2 separate regions of the Mus musculus genome follow, and region 2 is linked to region 1. Evidence: chromatin contacts called from public Hi-C data. All regions are on one chromosome and are shown on one strand. Each heading gives the region's core, a stretch centred on a gene start, on an enhancer-like site or on the middle of the called end of the contact. The rest is flanking DNA. Distances are from core to core; before and after follow the strand shown. Region 1 has its middle 47 kb from the start of Slc25a40. Region 2 has its middle 5.8 kb from the start of Gm31449.

Evidence for each region. A called contact is a pair of places that touch in the nucleus more often than the background predicts.
Region 2: a Hi-C map of muscle stem cells shows a contact between it and region 1, with 2.1 times the contacts expected there. The contact joins two enhancer-like sites. A contact is called at or near these places in 3 of 15 datasets of contacts at CTCF or cohesin (the NIH/3T3 cell line, large pre-B cells and pro-B cells), 38 of 484 Hi-C or Micro-C datasets (B cells, the C2C12 cell line, CD4 T cells and 23 more) and 2 of 115 datasets of contacts at active chromatin or transcription factors (bone marrow-derived dendritic cells and embryonic stem cells).

What each region holds. Positions count from the first base shown.
Region 1 is chr5:8,467,078-8,472,908 of GRCm38.p6, forward strand. No RefSeq gene overlaps it. Among named protein-coding and RNA genes, the nearest start is that of Slc25a40, 47 kb to the left of the region's middle. Within about 2 kb of position 3,639, at least 3 of the 459 cell types and tissues checked have an H3K27ac peak or open chromatin away from gene starts, as enhancers often do. A contact at or near this core is called in muscle stem cells, where this site is marked.
Region 2 is chr5:9,064,526-9,071,188 of GRCm38.p6, forward strand. No RefSeq gene overlaps it. Among named protein-coding and RNA genes, the nearest start is that of Gm31449, 5.8 kb to the right of the region's middle. Within about 2 kb of position 5,301, at least 129 of the 459 cell types and tissues checked have an H3K27ac peak or open chromatin away from gene starts, as enhancers often do. A contact at or near this core is called in muscle stem cells, where this site is marked.

The sequences.
Region 1 (5,831 bases), core at 2,389-4,888:
GTCTGTGTCTATGGCACTCTTTACACTCAATTTTTTAAATATTGATGCTCATGGCCATACTGCGGCTGAACGTCATTGTACAGAGCCAGATAGGCCCAATGAGATGGTTAAATGGAAAAATGTCCTTGATAATAAATGGTATGGCCCGGATCCTATTTTGATAAGATCCAGGGGAGCGGTTTGTGTTTTCCCACAGAATGAAGACAACCCATTTTGGATACCAGAAAGACTCACCCAAAAAATCCAGACTGACCAAGGAAATACTGATGTCCCTCGTCTTGGTGATGTCCAGGGCGTCAATAATAAAGAGAGAGCAGCGTTGGGGAATAATGTCGACATTTCCACTCCCAATGACGGTGATGTATAATGCTCAAGTATTCTCCTGCTTTTTTACCACTAACTAGGAACTGGGTTTAGCCTTGATTCAGACAGCCTTGGCTCTGTCTGGACAGGTCCAGACGACTGACACCATTAACACTTTGTCAGCCTCAGTGACTACAGTCATAGATAAACAGGCCTCAGCTAATGTCAAGATACAGAGAGGTCTCATGCTGGTTAATCAACTCATAGATCTTGTCCAGATACAACTAGATGTATTATGACAAATAACTCAGCTGGGATGTAAACAAAAGTTTCCGAGATTGTGTGTTACTTCCATTCAGTATGTTAAATTTACTAGGGCAGCTAATTTGTCAAAAAGTCTTTTTCAGTATATGTTACAGAATTGGACGGCTGAATTTGAACAGATCCTTCGGGAATTGAGACTTCAGGTCAACTCCACGCGCTTGGACCTGTCCCTGACCAAAGGATTACCCAATTGGATCTCCTCAACATTTTCCTTCTTTAAAGAATGGGTGGGATTGATATTATTTGGAGATACACTTTGCTGTGGATTAGTGTTGCTTCTTTGATTGGTCTGTAAGCTTAAGGCCCAAACTAGGAGAGACAAGGTGGTTATTGCCCAGGCGCTTGCAGGACTAGAACATGGAGCTTCCCCTGATATATCTATGCTTAGGCAATAGGTCGCTGGCCACTCAGCTCTTATATCCCATGAGGCTAGTCTCATTGCACGGGATAGAGTGAGTGTGCTTCAGCAGCCCGAGAGAGTTGCACGGCTAAGCACTGCAATAGAAGGGCTCTGCGGCATAAAATGAGCCTATTCTAGGGAGACATGTCATCTTTCAAGAAGGTTGAGTGTTCAAGTGTCCTTCCCCCAGGAAAAACAACACGGGACCAGACCAGGACCCCTCTGGGTGATGAGCCTGGGAGGAGGTTATGTGTATGGCTCCTTTACCTACACACTGGGGATTTGACCTCTATCTCCACTCTCATTAATATGGGTGGCCTATTTGCTCTTATTAAAAGAAAAGGGGGAGATGTTGGGAGCCGCCCCCACATTCGCCGTCACAAGATGGCGCTGACATCCTGTGTTCTAAGTGGTAAACAAATAATCTGCGCATGTGCCAAGGGTATTTTACGACTACTTGTACTCTGCCTTTCCCGTGAACGTCAGCTCGGCCATGGGCTGCAGCCAATCAGGGAGTGATGCGTCCTAGGCGAAATATAACTCTCCTAAATAGGGAAGGGGTTTCGGTTTCAATATAGGGGTGGCTTTCGCTTTTGGGGCTGGGGGTTTTTGCGCTCCTAGCTCCTGAAGATGTAAGCAATAAAGTTTTGCCGCAGAAGATTCTGGTTTGTTGCGTCTTTCCTGGCCGGGCGTGAGAACGCTATTAAGAACTTGGGTATATTATTCAAGCCCATATACCAAGTGACTCAGAAAGCTGCTAGCTTTGTGTGGGGCCAGGAACAGAAGGTTCTTCAACAGGTCAAGGCTGCTATGCAGGATGCTCTACTACTTGGACCATGTGATCTAGCAGATCTGGTAGTATTTGAGGTGTTAGTGGCATAGAGGGATGCTGTTTAGAGCCTTTGGCAGGCCCTATAGGTGAATCACAGAAGAGATCTTAGAGATTTTGATGCAAGGCTCTATTATTTTCTTAGGATTTTTATTGCACACATGGCAACTTTTGTAAAGGAAAACATTTCATTGGAACTGGCTTACAGTTCAGATGTTTAGTGCATTGTCTTCTTAGCAAGAAGCATGCAGGCAGGCATGGTGCTGGAGAAAGAGCTGAGAGTTCTACATCTAGATCTACAGGCAGCAGGAAAAGACATTGCCACACTGGGTCTAGCTTGAATATATGAGACCCTCAAAGCCTAGCCCCAATGATGACATACTTCTTCCAACAAAGACACACCTACCCTTACAAGGCCACATTTCCTAATAGTGTCACTCCCTATGGACCTATGAGGGCCATTTTCTTTCAAGCCACCACAACCATCATCTGTAGACAACTATTCTCCCTTTGAAAGACAGCTTTTGACCTGCTCTTGGGCCTTAGTAGAAACTGAACTTTTGACACTGGGCCACCAAATTACCATGTGACCTGAGCTGCCCCTAATGAGCTAGGTGTCATCTGATCCACCAAGTCATAAAGTAGGATGTGCAAAACAGAAATCTATTATTATATGGATCAAAACATGATTGGGCTTGAGCAGATTCTGAAGGCAAAAACAAGTTACCTGAAGAAATTTCCCAAATGCCAGCAGTTTCTGCTCCCATTACAATGATGTCTGCTGCCAAGCATGCACCTGTAGCTTCATGAATTGTAACCATACTTGTGGGCTACTTTATTGGGTTCTTATACCTACACCCTTTTCTACCCCATTTCCTTCCAATCCCCCAACACTAGGTAGGTGTGAAAGGTTAGAGAGAAAGGGGGCATAGATCTCTTTAGACTACCTCCTACTGATTAGGACCATTAAGTTCTTAGGGGCAAGTCCAGTCTTTGTTGTCAGGATATCTCCAACTTCTGTTTACTCACAACTACTTGACAAACTGCAGCAAGAAGGAGCAGCAGCAGCCTCCTTGGAGCATGCCCACATTGGAGTACCCACCTGCCCCTCTTGGGAGCACTAGTATTTACACCCTCTGAAAATTTCCTGGCATTCCGAATGTAAACTATCTTCAGCTGACAGAATCACACCCCTGCCAGAGCATGAGACAAATCATAGTCAGCTACAGTGGACAATTAGAAACAATCCCATATCCCACACCTGGGATCAAAACAAAATCATACTCACATAACTTGGTTTTTAAAGAAGCCAATATTCTCACTACATTTCCCCCTTCTTGCTTTTTGCCATTAATTTTCTTGTGTTTAGGGAGAAATCATAAACAGATATCAATGAACCAAATGCTTTTTTGGATTAGCAGTTTCTTCTTCAATCTGGTGACTTGTTTCAGCTGTGGAGAAGCTGAAGCAGCCCCTTATTCCACATCTGGGATCAAAACAGAAACACATAGTTACATAACATAACTGGGTTTTTAAAGAAACCAAATGTCTTACTACAAATTGTGCCGTGTTGAGTTGAGTAAGGAAGAGAAGACATCCTGGTCTGATGATGGTTCTGAATGCTATGCAGGCCCCAGCCAGTAGTAAACACCTTAGCATTACAACCCATTTCTGGGACAACCCTGAAAGACCGCAGCTAAGGGAAATCATCACAGTGGGCAGAACTTCAGCCTGGAGACATGGTCCATGAACTGTAACCAATGGATTGGCGGATGGTTGGAGACTTGGAAAGAACATGATTGGAAAATTGGTGAGAAAGACAGCTGTAGAAGAAGTGTGTGGATAGATCTCTCCACATGGGTGAATGATGTGAAACTACTTTTTTTCTGTGTAAATACTCATCAAAAGGTGACTTCAGCTGAATCAAGTTGATTGGAAGGCCCACTTTGTGGATTCCAGCCACTTTGTGGATAACCTGGGCATGGTGACAGAGATGACATTATGCATGGGCTTGACAACATGGGCTTTTACTCACTAAGGCTGACCTGGCTACAAGCTGCTTCTTTGTGCAAGATCTGCCAACAAGAGAGACCAACACTGAGCCTCAGACATGGCATTATTCCCTGTGGTCACTAGCCAATGACTTGGTGGCAGGTTGACTACATTGGGCCACTTCCTCTGTGGAAAGGACACTCCTTAGTGGAATACATACTTAATCTGATTGTGGATTTGCCCTTCATGCACATAATGCTGCTAAAGCCACCATATGTGGACTTCCAGAAATGCTTTATCAGCCATTATGGTATTTCAGGAAGTATTATTTCTGACCAAGGAACTCACTTCACAGCCAGAGAAGTGCAACACTGGGCCCACAATCGTGGAATACAGTTGTCTTATCATGTTCCCCATCACCCTGAAGCAGTTGGCCCAATAGAAAGATGAAATACCCTTTTGAAGACACAATTACAGCTCCAGTTAGTTAATAACAGCCTGGAGGACTGGAGCAAGATTCTCCAGAAGGCAATATATGCTTTGAATATATTTGAATAATGCCCAATCTATGGTACAGTTTCTCCCATAGACAGGACCCATGAATCCAGAAATCATGCATAGTCCAGGAATCCCACCACCCCTAGGGAACCTCCAGGAAAATTTTTCTTCCTGTTCCCATGACCTTAAGTTCTGCTGGCCTAGAAGTTTTGGTTTCAGAGCAACAGTGAGTGCTCTTGCCAGAAGACACAATGAACATTCCATTGAACTGGAAACTCAGAATTCCCTCTAGCCATTTTGGGCTTCTGATGCCCCTAAGCTAAACAGGCTAAGAAAGGAATGGTGTAGTGTTAGAAAGGTGACGGATCTAGATTTCCAAGGGGAAATTGGATTGCTTCTCCATCATGGAGGGAAAAAAAAAAGACTATATCTAGTGTCCTGGAGATCCTTTAGGGTGTATCTTGGTGCTATCTCGTCCTATGATTAAAGTCAATGCGGAACTACATCGACCTACTCCCAGCAGGATGACAAAGGACAGAGACCCTCCAGGAATGAAGGTGTGAGTCATTCTTCCAACGACCATGTGGCCAGTTGCAGAAAGGAGTATTATAATGACATAAGTGTTTTTGTTCTATTTTGTTAAGAATCTGTTTGTAACATCAATTAAGAGAATATCAGTCTCTTATTTAAGTCTGAGATGCTAAAAGAATGTCCCTCAAAGGACATTACCATTTATTCTAAGTTTATAATGTGTTTGTGATTGTACATGGAATAGTGATATTTTAGGGAGTAATTATGACCTGGTTGTTGTTTTCATTTGGAAATTAAGCATGATATGATTGTGTATCAAGTTCACAAAAGGTAGATTTGTGATGGCTATTATCAGTTGTCAACTTGGAATCATATCTGGAATTAACTAAGATCAAATGACTAGACACACTTGTGAAAGATTTTTTTTCTTAATTAAATAGTTTGAAATGGGAAGACCAACTTGTAATCACATATTTGAAGTGAGAAGATAAACCTTTAATCCAGCCTGTAAGTTATTTGAGTAAATCCCCATTTTATATATTAATATAAACAAGTAACATAAACTATATTAATATATAAATATAATATAAATGTATTATACATGTCATATATTTATATAAATACATAGTCATATCCATTCTGTAAGTTCTGTGACTCTAGAGAATCCTACCTAATCCACCTGCCTTCAATAGTTACTCCAATTTAAACATGCTTATCTAAATAATCAAATGCTGAAATAGCCCTTCTCCTTGCCTCAACCTCTACAAGATTGCTAGAGCATGCATTTTTGTTTTTGGAGACAGGGTCTCTCAATGTAGCCCTGACTGTCCTGAAACTCTCTATGTAGGCATAGGGGTGGCTTCAAACTCACACAAATGGGATTAAAGCTGTGCAGCACTATGCCCACCCACAGCATGCATATTTACATTGCATTGCTATTTACAAATATACATT
Region 2 (6,663 bases), core at 4,051-6,550, 600 kb after region 1:
GCAAATTCCTGAGTTCAAGGACAGCCTGGGACAGAGCCAGTTTAGGCCCACACACAGGTGTGGTGAGAATTATAATTTCAGGGGGAGATCCCACCTAAACTGATTGTCTTTACAAAAGCAGACAGTTCTCTGAATTAATTTTCAATGTTAAAAAAAAAATGTGCTTGCTGTCTTTTTCTAAGAATGGGGGAGGGGTCAGGGCTTGGATTATGGAATGCTGATTTGTGGGATAATCAAAAGGGAATGTGGAGTAAATGACTGAATTGATATGTAAATCAAAGACTGGGCCTTGGTCTGTAAGAGCTGAGCTATCTGGATGACCTGTCTGGAAATCTCCAGAGATAGCTGTCTGCAGCAGAACTCAGGCAGCTTGTACCACAATTTGACTCCCAGTCATTTCTTTCCCACTCTCAAACACCCTTTTCTCAGAACAGCCTCCAAGCTGAGACTGGTCCTTAGCACATTCTTTGGTTGAAGGACATCTAGGTTGTTTCCAGTTTCTCTATTTCGAATAAAGCTGCTATGAACATAGTTGAGCAAGTGTCTGTGGGATGGTGGAGCGTCTTTTGGGTACATGTGCAAGAGTGGTATAGCTGACTTGAGGAAGGTCTATTTGCAATTTTCTATACTTGATCTTAGCCAAAAGGCGGAGAAGCAATTACTTGCAATTTTCTAAGAAGCAGACAAATTTATTTTCAAAGTTGACTGTACAAGTTGGCACTCCTACCAGCAATGGATAAGTGTTCCCCTTGCTCCACTCAGCAAGAGCTGTCATTTGAGTTTTTTGATCTTAGCCATTCTGATGGGTACAAAATGGAATCTTAAGAGTCATTTTAATGGATGAGGATGTTGAACATTCCTTTAAGTGATTCTTAGCTATTAGAGAGATCCCTATGTTAAGAACAGTTTAGATATGTACCCCATTTCTTTATTGGGTTATTTGGGTTGCTGGTGTCTAACTTCATACATTTTGCATATCAGCCCTGTGTTGGATGTGAGGATGGGCATCTTTTCCCATTCTGTAGCCTGCAGTTTTGTTCTATTGATGTGTCCTTTGCCTTACTGAAGCTTTTCAGTGTCATGAGGTCCCATTTTTTATTGTTCATCTTAGTGTCTGTGTGATTGGTGTTCAGTTTTTTTTAGGACAATAGATAGGGATCTATTTGCATTTTTCTAAATGCAGGCATCCAGCTAGATAAGCACCACTTGTTGAAAATGCTTCCTTTTTTTTTTTTTCCATTGAATGGTTTTAGCTTCTTTGTCAAAAATCAAGTGTCTGTAGGTGTTGGGGGTTAGTTCTTGGTCTTTGATTAAATTAAATTGATCATCCTATCTGTTTTTATGTCAAAACAATGCAGTTTTTATTAGTATTGCTCTGTAGTATAACTTGAAATCAGGGATGGTAATACTCCCAGAAGTTCTTTTATTGTACATATTGTTTTAAATATCCTGTTGATTTTTTTTTTTACATATGAAGTTGAGTATTGTTCTTTCAATGTCTGTGTTGGAATTTTGATGGGAATTGGACTGAATCTGTAGATTGCTCTCGGCAAGAAGGCCATTTTTCCTACATTAATCCTACCAATCCAGAGCATGGGAGATCTTTCCATCTTCTGATAGCTTCTTCAATCTCTTTCTTCAAAGACTTGAAGTTCTTGTCTTATAGGTCTTTCACTTGCTTGGTTAGATTTATACCAAGATATTTTATATTACTTATGGCTATTGTGAAGGGTGCTGTTTCCCTAATTTCTTTCTTATAATTATTGTTTGTAGAAAGGAAGGCTACAGATTTATTTTTTTTAGTTAACTTTGTATCCAGCTACTTTGCTGAAGGTGTTTATCATCTGTAGCCATTCCCTTGTAGACTTTTGGGGTCACTTATGTATACTATCATATCATCTGTAAATAGTGATACTTTGACTTCTTTCTTTCCAATTTGATCTCCTTTAGTTGCCTTATCCTATTGCTCTAGGTATATCAAATAGATATTCAGAGAGTGGGAAACCTTGTCTTGTTCTTGATTTATGTGGGATTGCTTTAAGTTTCTCTCCATTTAGTTTGATGCCTGCTATATATTGCCTTTTTTGTAGCTTGTATCTCTCCTGATCTCTCAACAACTTTTATCATGAAGGGGTGTTGGATTTGTCAAAATCTTTTTAAGCCTCGAATGCGATTACCATGTGATTTTTTTCTTTCAGTTTGTTTGAAAATGCTTCCCCCCCCCTTTTTTTCCCATTGAATGGTTTTAGCTTCTTTGTCAAAAATCAAGTGTCAGTAGGTGTTGGGGGTTAGTTCTTGGTTTACATTGGTAGAGTTTTCTATTGTTGAAACATCCCTGCATCTCTAGAATGAAACCTACTTGATAATGGTAGATGATCCTTTGATGTGTTCTTGGATTCAGTTTGTGTTTTATTGAGTATTTTTACATCAATGCTCATGAGGGAAATTGATCTAAAATTTTCTTTATTGAGTTTTCCTGTGGTTTAGGTAGAAGTGTGACTGTGGCCTCATAAAATGAATTTGTCAGTGTTCCTTCTTTTCTGTTTCTCAAAGAACCAATACTTTTGTTTCCTTTCCTCAATTCTTTGTATTGGTTCTCTTTGTTTCTATTTGAGTATAGAGTTGTTCAGTTTCTATGAGTTTGTAGGCTTTCTGTTGATTCTGTTGGTGTTGAAGTCCATGGTAGTCTGATAAGATGCAGAGGGTTATTCCACTTTTCTTTTATCTATTGAGACTTTCTTTGCTACCAAGTTTTGTGAGCAGTTTTGGAGAAGGTTCTCTGAGGCTCTGAGAATAAGTTATATCTTGTGTTTTTGGGTGAAATGTTTGTAGATATCTGCTAGGTTTACTTGAGTTTTAGCATCCGTTAGTTCCATTATTTCTCTGTTTAGTTTCTGTCTAGATGACTTGTCCATTGGTGAGAGGTGTGTGTTGAAGTCTCCAACTATTAATGTGAAGAGTTCAATGTGTGATTTAAGCCTTAGTAATGCTTCTTTACAAATATAGGTGCCCTTTCAGTTGGAGCATAGATATTCAGAATTAAGACGTCATCTTGGTGGATTTTTCCTTTGATGAGTATGAAGTGTCCTCACATTTATTTTCATTAATTTTGGTTTAAAGTATATTTTGACAGATACTAGAATGTCTACACTAAGCTTGCTTCTTGGGGCCATTTGCTTGGAAATCTTTTTCCAGCCTTTTACTCTGAGGTAATGTATATCTTTAATGTGGAAATGTGTTTTTTGTATGTGACAGAATGGTGGATCCTATTTTTATATCTATTCTCTTAACCCGTATCTTTTTACTGAGGAATTAAGTCCATTTTTATTGAGAAATATTAATAACTAATAATTGTTAATTCCTGTTATTTTGATGTTGGGGTGTGTGTGTGTGTGTGTGTGTATGTGTGTGTGTGGGTGTGTGCATGTGTGTGTTTTCCTTCTGTTGAATTTGCTGGTGTGAAATTATTTATTTCTTGTGTTTTCTTTGGTGTAGTTAAACTCCTTGGGTTGGAGTTTTCCTTCTTAGGGCTGGATTTGTGGCTAGATGTTTAAACTTGGCTTTGTCATGAAATGTATTGTTTTCTCCATCTATAGTGATTGAAAGTTTTGCTGGGTATAGTAGTCTGTACTGACGTTTGTGGTCTCTTAGAATCTGCAAGTCCTCTCCCTAGGCCTTCTGGCTTTTAGAGTCTCTGTTGAGAAGTGAGATGTAATTCTATTAAGTCTGCCTTTATATGTTACTTGACCCCTTGTAGCTTTTAATATTCTTTCTTTGTTCTGTACTGTTAATGTTTTTATTATTATGTGGTGGGAGAATTTTCTTTTCTGGTCTAATCTATTTGGTGTTCTATAAGCTTCTTATACATTTATAGGCATCTCTTTCTTTAGGTTAGGGAAATTTTCTTCTATGATTTTGTTGAAAATATTTTCTGGGCCTTTGAGCTGGGAATTTTCTCCTTCTTCTATCCTTAGTATTCTTAGGTTTGGTCTTTTTATAGTATCCCAGATTTCCTAGATGTATTGTGTCAGGAGCTTTTTAGCATTTACATTTTAGATTTGACATTTTGAATGATATATCAGTTTCTTCTACCATATATTCTATGTCTGAGATTCTCTTTTCCATCTCTTGTATTCTGTTGGTGATGCTTGTGTCTGTAGTTACTGCTCACTTACCTAAATTTTTTATCTCCAGGATTCACTCAGTTTGAGATGCCTGAATTACATCTCACTTCTCAAAAGAGACTCCATGGTGAGCAAGACAGGTACATCTCAATTTGTGGTCTTAGCTAATGTGAGAACACGGAGGTGGCAAGACAGGCAGAGGCAAGAACACAGGGGCTCTCTCAGGGGCACTTTCTGTGAAGGGCCAGCAGCCTTTGAGTTTTTGACAAGGCTAGCCACAGTGCAGAAAATTAACAACACTTCTCCTTTCAAATGAGGGTGCTTTGCTCAGTTCCTGCTCCGTATGGAACAAGCTGCCCTCTGGCACGGCCCACCTTGTGGTTGCTGGGAGCTTAGTAATCATGTCTGCCAAATTCTGGCAATTGTCCTGGTAGTTGCTGAGCTTGTGAGTCATTCCTTTTCCTCATGCTGACTCAGTGGCCAAAGCATGAGCAGTTGGGCACTTCTGCAGGATAGAACAAAACAAGGTTCAGATTTCACATCAAACCTAAACAGATAGGCTAAAGGCTGGATGTGGAAAGCAAAACTGAAAGACAGAGCAAAGTGTAACAGGGCTTCTGGGATCTTGAACCAAAAATGCTTTTTAAAAATAAAGCACATGAAGTGTAAACACTGAGGAAAAGATTAATAGATTGTGTCAAAATTAAAACTCCTGTGTATCAAAAGATGTAGGGGGCACAGAGGTCCTTGCATTCACAGAGAAGCAGTAAGAGAGCAGTTAATCACACAGGGGTTTCTCCTCAATGGAGGAGACAAAATCAAATACCTGCATTCCATCCAGAAAGCTGAGAATGGATTTTCTTAATGATCTGTTGATCTTTTTGCTATCTGTGGACACAGACCTCACCCAGTTTTTGCTACAGAGGCAGACCTCACTCAACCCCCCCAGAATGATTATCCCAGACTCTTCCCTCACTAGACCATCATAAGGGGAGATGTCACAAGTATTTTATGGCCTGCTGACCTCTGTGCTATCGGTCAGAGACCACATTAGATTCTAGCTATAGAACCCACCCTCATGGTCACATGTACTCTGTAAAGGAGCTCCTGTGTACTCACACCTTACGATTTATCGTGCCCCTGGAATTGGACTGATTGGACTGATTGTTGCCTGGAAACCTTTTCCCACGTGGTACTGTGTACAATGGACTGCTTGCCATCAGACTCCCTGAAGTCTGATCCAGGTTGACAAAGTCAATGTGCTCCAGGTCTTCATTCTCTCTGCACATTCTTCCCCCTGTCTGACACCTTCAGGGAGCCTCTCAAAAAGAAACCTTCAAAAGCTGAAAATGAAAACAGTTGTTCAGCATGCAGGCGGGCGGGGTTGACAAGTAGGAGACTGATGTGCTGAAAGCTTGCTGATTAAGTGCCATGCAGTCAGGAGGGTGTTACTGGAGTAAGCTTTGAGGTTTCAAATGCTCAAGCCAGGCCCAGGCTCTCTCTCCCTTACTGCTGCCTGCAGATTTAGAACCCTCAGTTACTTCTCCAACACCATATCTGCTTGCATGTCACTATTCTTTCCACCATGAAAATAACGGACTAAACCTCTGAAGCAATAATCTGTCCCCTGTTAGATATTTTCCTTTATAAGAGCTGTCATTGCCATAGCAATAAAACGCAGCTAAGACAAACATTCTCATGAGACAAAAGCAGAAAGACCTGGAGCTGTCAGATCTGACTGAAGTAAAGGGAGGTGTGACAGCATTAAAGTCTCATTCTCACACTTAGCAAAAGGTAGGATTCCAGCGAAGAAAAGCCACCTCCAAAGAGCTTCAGCAAGATGTTGTCTAGAAATGGGGCCGTGGTGCAGGGGACAGAGGCTTTGAAGGGCACAGAGAGGCAGATACCATGTAAATAAAGAGATTTGACTGCATATTCATATAGTTTTATAAGTTCAGGAGGCAGAGTCTCTTTTTAAACTGTTTTTTTTTTGTACAGTCAGGATAATTCCAGTGGCCAGGTTTATCACAAAGAATATTTATGTACATTTCTAGAAATTAATGTGGAACAAAATATTTCTACATGGCAGCAATTCAACTTTGTTTTTGAAAAGGTTGATTACAGAAGGTTATGTTATTAGTGCATCAACTGATACATGATATTCAGTGTCTCACAGAATCTATGTGGTGCAATTAACTAGCTTTTTGGGATAGCTTATTTTTCGTTTATTCATCACTGACTCCCAGAGATGCTTAACTGAGGAAGGGTGACTCATTCATGGCGTGAGCAGCCCCATCACATAATATGGGACAGAGACTTAATATAAACAGAAAAGAAGAGAGAAGGCAGATTAGGACCATCTTCATTGATCTCTGCTTCCTGGCTGTGGAGAGGATGTAACCAGCTCGCATGCAGCTCTCTCATGCCCCTGCTGTGAGGCCTTCCCTGCCATGAGGAACCTCAAACTATGAGCCAAACAAAAATAAGCAGATCAACACATCCTTCCTTCCTAAGTTACATATTGCCATGCTTTGGTCAC